Regions from separate parts of the Zea mays genome. Here all the other regions are linked to region 2. A link is a contact called in public Hi-C data. All regions are on one chromosome and are shown on one strand. Each heading gives the region's core, a stretch centred on a gene start, on an enhancer-like site or on the middle of the called end of the contact. The rest is flanking DNA. Distances are from core to core; before and after follow the strand shown.

Evidence for each region. Hi-C and Micro-C count contacts between places; a contact is called where the count stands out from the background.
Region 1: a contact with region 2 is called in a Hi-C map of leaf, with 7 times the contacts expected there. The contact joins the promoter of LOC103643997 here to the promoter of LOC100277758 in region 2. A contact is called at or near these places in 7 of 25 Hi-C or Micro-C datasets (bundle sheath, ear, leaf and 3 more) and 2 of 3 datasets of contacts at active chromatin or transcription factors (leaf and seedling).
Region 3: a Hi-C map of endosperm shows a contact between it and region 2, with 2.3 times the contacts expected there. The contact joins the promoter of LOC100282904 here to the promoter of LOC100277758 in region 2. A contact is called at or near these places in 9 of 25 Hi-C or Micro-C datasets (bundle sheath, ear, endosperm and 4 more).

What each region holds. Positions count from the first base shown.
Region 1 is chr1:282,284,127-282,286,826 of Zm-B73-REFERENCE-NAM-5.0, reverse strand. LOC103643997 (protein LIFEGUARD 2) reads right to left here and starts at 1,299. Exons shown (of 2, transcript XM_008667181.4): 1 at 786-1,299; 2 at 1-677. The coding sequence starts at 1,059. The coding sequence ends at 199.
Region 2 is chr1:282,023,013-282,025,712 of Zm-B73-REFERENCE-NAM-5.0, reverse strand. LOC100277758 reads right to left here and starts at 1,317. Exons shown (of 7, transcript NM_001412145.1): 1 at 1,220-1,317; 2 at 314-636; 3 at 112-234; 4 at 1-19. The coding sequence starts at 559.
Region 3 is chr1:282,345,605-282,348,327 of Zm-B73-REFERENCE-NAM-5.0, reverse strand. LOC100282904 reads right to left here and starts at 1,384. Exons shown (of 4, transcript NM_001371887.1): 1 at 1,055-1,384; 2 at 640-821; 3 at 361-556. The coding sequence starts at 1,183. It overlaps LOC100273495 (ATP-dependent RNA helicase SUV3, mitochondrial), which reads left to right and starts at 1,527. Exons shown (of 17, transcript XM_008667183.4): 1 at 1,527-1,843; 2 at 2,570-2,687. The coding sequence starts at 1,777.

The DNA of each region.
Region 1 (2,700 bases), core at 50-2,549, 260 kb before region 2:
GACGGTCATGGCCAAAACAATTATTTCACTTTACGGGCTGATTGTGATCAGGGATCACCCTGGCTGCCTCCCTGGTCACCAAACCAGCTCTGCTCTACAGAGTAATATTCCAGCAGATATCAAGTGAGGTAGGGCAAGGCACATTCCAACACCCTCTGGCTGCGCCATAGGCAGCTGTCAGGTACCTCGTAGCCGTGCTCACGAATCCGCCGCCCGGAAGAGCGTGACGAGGGAGAGGAAGAGGTTGATGACGTCGAGGTAGAGCGCGACGGCGGCCCAGACGTACTCGTCGTAGGAGTAGCGCTTGATGAGGTTGTCGGTGTCGTAGATGATGTAGCCGCAGAAGACGAGCGCCGCCAGCCCCCCGTAGATCATGAGCGAGATGCGGCCGAGCGGGAAGAAGAGCTGGATGAGCGCGAACAACATGAGGATCATGACGGCGGCGAACAGGAACGGGCCCAGGAAGTTGAAGTCGTGGCCGCGCTTCGCCGCCCAGAAGGTGTACGCCGTGAGGCTCAGCACCACCACCGCCGTGAGGACCGCCGACTCGAGGATCACCTCGCCTTTGGTGAAGGCGCAGGTGAGGCCGACGGCGAAGCTGATGGCGACCGTGAAGAGGCCGAGCAGCAGCAGGTTCACCGGGTGGCGCTGGTAGTAGTAGTACAGGGGGCACAGCACTGCAGGACGTACGTGCGAACGCACGGGAGCAACGAGTCAGCTTCGTTCGTTTCCATCAATCAGAGCAAAGCCGAAACCGAAGCGAATCGAGCCAGAGTCGTGCGTACCTATGAACGGGAGGATGATGAGGAAGATGTAGAGCCCGAAGCCCGCGGCCGTGGAGACGAAGAAGAGCGCGACGGGGCGGACGTACACGACGACGGCGGCGACGGCGACGGTGAGCAGCATCTGGATGGAGAGGATGCTGTAGACCTTCCGGATGAAGGCCCAGCGCAGGCGCGGGTCCTCCAGCATCATCGGGTACAGCGGCCGCGCTGCCTGCCCCGTCTCCGCATCGCCGGCGTACCACTCCGGGCCCTTCGGCGGCGGACGGAAGTACATCCTTCTAATTCTCCTCTTCCTCCGCCTCCTCTGTTCCTCGGTCACCGCCCTCTGCCCGTGTATAGGAAACGCGGCTGGCACTCGGACCTCTCACGGTCACGGCTTCTTGTTCTTGGTCGCTGTCGTTGTGCTTGTGCGCTGGTGGTTGTTGCGCTGAACGGCTTGCCAGGCGGGGAGGTGTTTAAAGGAGGCGCGGAATAGAGGGGCCAACCCAATGCCGGAGAGCGCAGGATGGCGCGAGAGAGGGAGTGAAGGTTCGCGAGGATTCCGTCCCTTCGGCGGTGCGGGTGGTCCGACGTGGCGGGGACCGGAGGCTGACACGTGGGGCACTGGTGCGCGGACGGCATTCTAATCGCGTGTCTGTCTGTCTGTCTGGTGGACTCTGTCTGATTTCTTGAAGGGAGGAGAGTAGAGAACGGGGCCGGAACTCGGAAGTGATACCCCCATTGCTTTTATTTTTGCTTAGCAGGCCGGGGTATCTCCGCAAGCCCGCAACAGGCCAACAGCCAACAGGCAACTGGCATGCGTTTTCTTCTGTGGCTCGCCCGTGCTTTCTAGTTTGTCCAGCCTAATTTATCGGGGTCTCTCTTGGGAATAATAATGGGTATCTAAAATCTGACTACTCGGTTGGTTTTATTCGATATAAAAGCGGACACGGAATGTTTTTTTACTCGTGGATATTTTAATAAATAAGAACATCTACCCATTGATAGACGGATATGGGTTGGTACTACACATACCCGTCTACCTATATGTACAATATACTCGTATCAATACCATTATAACCATCTAATAGAATTCATCTTAGCTAAAATAAAACATTTCTCTAGCTATTATTTATCTAGCTAACAAGTTATGTAATCATATCATTTGTTATATGTAAAGTTAAACTTATTTTTTATGTTTATTTAATATTTTGAGTGATTGATATATTGGAATTTAAGACTTTTCTAATGGGTATGGTTTATCCAACAGGTAAAATTACCCGTGCGGGTACGGTATCGGGATCTATCTTGGCAAAGCAAAACATAAGCAACAGTAGATACGGTAATATCTGGGAACCGTTATCATCGTCAATGTGCCCGTGGCTCTTATACCGTGCTTCAGTTTATCCGTATAATCACCTAAAATACTGTTTTTTATAATAGAGTTTAGATATAGATATAAAAATGAATACATTATAGAGATAGTCGTAAATGGTTGTATAGTTTCATGTTAAGGAGTTTTCACCTTTTACTGGCTTCACATGCCAATTTTAATTTTTTCATACATGACTTCCGGGCTCCAGCAAACGTCAGGAAGGGACATGCAGCACCGACACCAACTCGGCACTGGGCTCTCTCTCTCTAACAGATGCGTAGAAACGTCCTCAAACCGCATATAGGGAGGGAGAGCACTGTATCAACCGCATATAAGGAGCTAGCTGAGCTCGGCGGTCGGCCTCCGCAGCGAGTGCGGTGAGCTGCTCTCTACGCCCAGCGAGCGTCTGCACGGCACGCGCACTGGAGAAGATGAGCAGTACACATCGAAGGCGAGCACCGGCTTGCTAGCCGCGGTGTGCAGGCGTGGTGTTTGATAAAATGCCAATGCCAGGTGATGTAGCAGGCACACCCCAACTGTTGGAAAAAAAACAATTAAATA
Region 2 (2,700 bases), core at 68-2,567:
CTCCAGCACTGACAAACTCCTGATTACATTCTCACACACAGTAATTCCTAATTAGCTAACACAAAAAACTTCTGGCAACAAGTATGGTGAAGATTCAACAAGAATCAATACATTTAGGTTTTCTCCACCTCCTCGGTCAATGACATTCTTGTACCGCTTGAACAAACTGATCGCTATGTTACGCGATGAGCGGAAGTCGTCGTCATCGGGCGAAGCATTAACATGGAACCGATGCTGCATACAGCAAAATGCTTTTTGAGAGTGGGAGAAAAAAACAGTGACCAAAATCGCAAAAATGGAGGGCAAGGAATACCAGGCAGTGCCTTGTAGTTCTCTCGTTTAAGCTTTTACACAGATGATGGCTGGTCCTAGTGAAGCTAACTTTGTAGCTGTGAACAATGTGCGGCTTCTGTACACGATAGCCTTCCGCTGAACTGCAGACCGCACTGCATCCCAATTTACCGTGGAAAGCAGAGGCACTCTTCTCGGAGAGTTTTGGGTCCCGGCAAGAACTCGTCGGCCTCACGAAAGGAAGAGTTTCGTGTAGCATCAGCAGCATGGCTGAGCGTTCATCAGACGTCAAGCTACCTGCACATTCGCCTGAAAACAGGAGAGGGCTCTAGAAGGCAGTTCGACCTGCGAACAGAGCATGGTCTAATTATTCGCGAAGAAGAACTAGGAGCGCCGCAGATCTTGCATGCTTAAATTATGCTCGGTTACAACAAGCATTCTGCTGATCTCCCGGGTTTGGTGGCAACATATGAGGGATGCGTCCGAAGATTAAAACCGAGCGAAATGAGTACTCTTTCTCACGCATCGTGTCATAAGGTAGAAGTATGAGCAATGGCAACCCTTGCTGAATGAACCGACCAACACATTCCCCCCCAGAATACCTGATGTCAGTTAACACTCGTTTGACTACCGGCGTGAGACTAAAAATCTGCGCGTTTATATCTCGTAAAGTAAATACGGAAGTCATGGTCCATGGGAAGAAGAAGAAGACGACGAATCAGTATCGAAGAAAAGAAAAGAAAACTAAACTGTATTCCCCTTTCGAAAAAGTTCGCCAAAGAAATAAAACTGAAGATCCCCTGGCTCATGAATACTAGCCCGAACAAGCAGCCTGCGTACGGGAACCATATGTCCAGATCGCATCACCAGATACTGAGCTGAAACAATCCGAACGCGAGCAACGAACTGCGACGAGAGCAGGCCTCACCTCCCGGGGGGGGGGGGGGGGGGGAGGGGGCAGGCGGGCAGCGGCCGGAAGATGGCGCCTGGCGGTGTCTCCAAGAAGGTGGGAGTGGGACGGCAGTGGGACTGCAGCGGGACGGGAAAGGTGGGGACGTGGGAATATATAGATACATGGAGGGGTTAAGTGGCTAAAAAATTGGGCGAGCGAAGATGAAATTCGAGGCCCACAATAATGAAAAAACGACTGGCGAGGCGCGCGGAGGAAAGCGCGAGCGCGAGGATGGGAGCCCTCGGCCTGTCGCTGTAGCTGTCGCTGAGCCTCCCGAGATGGGCCTGTTTGGCTGCTCCTGGCCCGTGGAGGGAATCCGTCTGGGCTCTTCCTCCCTTCCCTTGTTCCTTCTGGGCATTCTGTTCTGACTGCACACTGCAACGGCACTAAAATCCCATCTTATCTTATACACGCAGCGCGGCAGCGCGCACACACATTTCTTTCGTTGTCAAGGCATTAATAATCGCGTCTGCGAAAGATAAGGCCGTGGAATGATCACTCCATTTTCTTTGGAACAAGGCGTGTCTATAGCGGGGGAAAAATCATGGATATGAAAATGCCAGCAACCGCAGGAATACTGGTATATTTATATAGCTGATTATTATTAACCGAGCATCTGGATGAGAGGCCCTGAAGAGTTTCAGTTGCTACTTTGCAACAGCAACGCTCCAACGAACAGAGCAAAAGATCTATAGAATGCTTAATGTGTCAGCGAGGGGGGGGGGGGGGGGGGGGGTGTTCACCGGTTCACCCTCACCTAATGATCACATGCGTCCTATCGGTGTGCTATCGAGTATCAACACAACAAACAAGGTCCCGATCGTGCGATGTCGTTGCTCGAGAAGAATTCTTTGGCATATCACACCCGTGCATGCCCATATCCACACCCATACGTTGCTTATCCGCATGTTTATCCCACCCGTTCTTGCTCATGCCCAACTCCCCATAATTAATTGAGTACCCAGTTTACTTTGTCAAGGTAGTAGTAGTACAGTTAGATCTCCGATCCAGCTAATGGACGGCGCAGCAACTGAATGCTCGCGGTGGAGCTATAGTTGATAACATATTTTTTAAATAGTTTACAAAATGCTTTTGATCTAAATAATAAATAAAATGATTTATTTAAATGGTCTTCTAAAGGTTCACAACAATAGCTCTAAATATTAATATATTTTTTGTATATATTTAGACAAAGTTTAAAGGTTTGACTAATCGAGAAGTAAGAACGACATAACAGAGAAAGTATAACGATGATAACTGAGCCAAATATAACAAAATCTGCAAAAAGGTTTAATTTATAATCCCTTCGTTCTTTTTTTCTTTATTTTAAAAATGAGCTAACAGACGACATACACTCTACACTAGTAAATATAACTAGTTGAACAGTAATCTATTGGAAGATGATCTTAAGCAAAGGGGCCATCGTGAAATTGCAAGTTAGACAAGCTTAGATTGTC
Region 3 (2,723 bases), core at 135-2,634, 320 kb before region 2:
TTGGAACGCAGGAATTTTATATGAATGATATAGGAATTTCACAGGAATTAGTTCAAAAACACAGGAAAAACGCAGGATTCAGGAAATTTTCCTTTGTTTCAAAAGAGCCCGTACTGTTGTTTGTATCATTATGGTATGATAAGCATCCATGTTTTGATGTATCTAAAATTCTCCATTGGTTATTAGAGTATAATTGCAATTATGAATTATGATAAAGGAATATACATTGGCAATAGGTAAAGTTAATTTGTCTACCAGGCTCAGTAGGCAAGCCACAAGCATAATGCTTGGAAAGTCCCTTATTTCAGATATCACATATTGCAAACCTGCATTTTTAGCAATAGAAGGAAAATAAGGTACCTCATTGAGCCTCTCGGCATCCTTCATCTTCTCTAGCATCCATCGATCAACCAGATTTTGGTTCTCATCCTCTGCAGCTTTTAGTTTCGTCAATGCTTGTTCAAGCTCGGATTTCACTGTCTGATGCTCTTGAATGAGAAGATCTAAGGCTTTTATTTTTTCGTCAAGCGACTGCTTTAGTTGTACATTCTCTTCGCTGAAGAAGTTTTGCACAAGTGCTAAGTACCATGTTGTCCACAACTGTGACCAAGATTAGCAAAAATAAATCACATTTAATACCTTGTCTTCTCAAGTTCAGCCTGCAAACTTGTAACCATCGCTTCCTTCTCTTTGAGCAGTGCTTTTGATACTTTACCTTCTTCTATCTCAGTCACAAGCTGCTCAGAGAGCCGGGATTGCGCCTTGTAGCATTGCTGCAGCTCTAACTCATGCTTCTCAGCCTTCTCCTTCCACTCCAAAGCCTACAAGGAGTTAACAAAACAACCTCTCCTTCACTAAACACCCAAATTACCGTCCAAAATTCTCGAAAAAAATTCGGGATATCCTGGCGATACAAACAGTTGAAATCAGTAGGCTAAGTAATATGATCAGTGACACACATTCGTTTGCAGACTTCAAAGTACGATCAAACAGGGGAGGAGTAAAGTGCAAGATTGGGAAAAGTAGGGAGAGGAGAATAAGAGATTGGCCTCACGTGGGCGGCGAAGGGACGGGTTAGCGCCTCGATGGCCGGGCTGTGCGCCCCTTCCTCGGCGAGATGCCTCCGTTTCAGCGACCGCAGGGCGCGCCGGATCGCCGCCCTACCAGCCTCGGCCTCGACCATCGTCCTGCACACACCCGGCAACAACAGCAAAGCGACCCCTCGTGTCAGGCAAACAGCAAAGAAGAAATAAACTGCGTTAGCTGCCGAGTTGAAGGATTCCAAACATTCTCCCGTGGATTTCGGCAGCAGCCGTGCGTCCGGTGGCTCCAGTTCTCGGCCAGGGCGCCTCGGTTCCGGTCTTCCTTGAAGACTAGACGAAACTAGAAGAAAGAGGAAGACGAGAGCGGAGGCGGCGTCCGGGCCTGCAAGTGGACTTGGACTCGTGCTAGATAGCGTGGGCCCGTACATGGGCCTTTGGCCCAAGCCCAAAACATGGCCCTTTGGGTCCGATGGTTCGTAAGGAATATTCCGGGCTTGGGGGCCACGCATAGTTTCTTCTCCGCTTCCTCCGCTGCCTCGCTTTCCGGCGAAAGTATCGGCCGCTGCGTCCTCCACACCTACCCCACAGGCGCATTGTTCGGCTGTTTCCGTCTCCCCGAACGGCCGAACCCTGTCGTTTGCCCGGGCGCCTCGCTGTCGTCGAGTCTGAACCGTGCTGCGTCGCGGAGGGAAGTGAGTGACATAGAGATAGGGGAAAAGGAAGATCAGATATAATGGCGGTTGCCGTCCTGTTGCGGCAGAGGGCGCTCTCGTCGCCCCACGCGGTCTCATGCCGAAATGGTTCGTACTGCCTTGAGCGGTTGGATCCTTGGGCGTTGCGTATGATAGCTGGTTGGTTTGTTTGTTCTTTTGGTTGGGGTCGGGTGCCATGTGTTCGGTAGAATGCCAAAACCAAGCGCGCCTACTGCAGACATTACCGAACAGTGGTGGTATAGTCTCTATTCGCAGGTTATCAGTAGCATAACTATGTTGTGTTTCATATCTGATTGCATAAATGAGCAGTTGGAAAAGGCGATACTTTTCCTGCTGGGTTGTGATTGTTGTTTTCTTTTCTCTTTTGATGAATATACCATAGCTCTGGAGAAATTTATAATACTAGGAACAAGAAATTGTGGTCCTAATTATGGTGTATGTATGACATGTATGGAATGGACAGCACAGTGTTGCATCATGGTTATGCTATTGTTTCGTACTTCTTTGTATTGTGCTTGATTTTTTTTTGATGGTAACAGGAGGGGGTGAGGGCTCCTCTACTGGATAGATTAAAGAGCAAAAATTTTATTTACAGACATTATGAAAAAGGATAAAGGAAAAGAGAGAAAGAAAGTAAAAATTACACGCCCAGCTATTTAACCACGCTGGCATGACATTCTGATGTGCTTAAATATTTGCTTTAGTACTTCACCTTGTTCCAGTGTCAAAGCATCTGGTGGTTCTATTCATTAGACATTGTTCTTACATATCTGAATTGTTTTTCTGTCTAACAAAGCTCCATGCTCTGTACAGCTGTATATACTAGTGGCCTTTTTTCCAATTCCGATCTACACTCAAAGGTGAATTCTACTAGTTTGAGATTTTGGAGGACCTACCATAATTCTGGGAAGTTTGATTTGACTGATCTGACGTAAGAATCAATATGTATCCTGTTGACCTGTGTAAA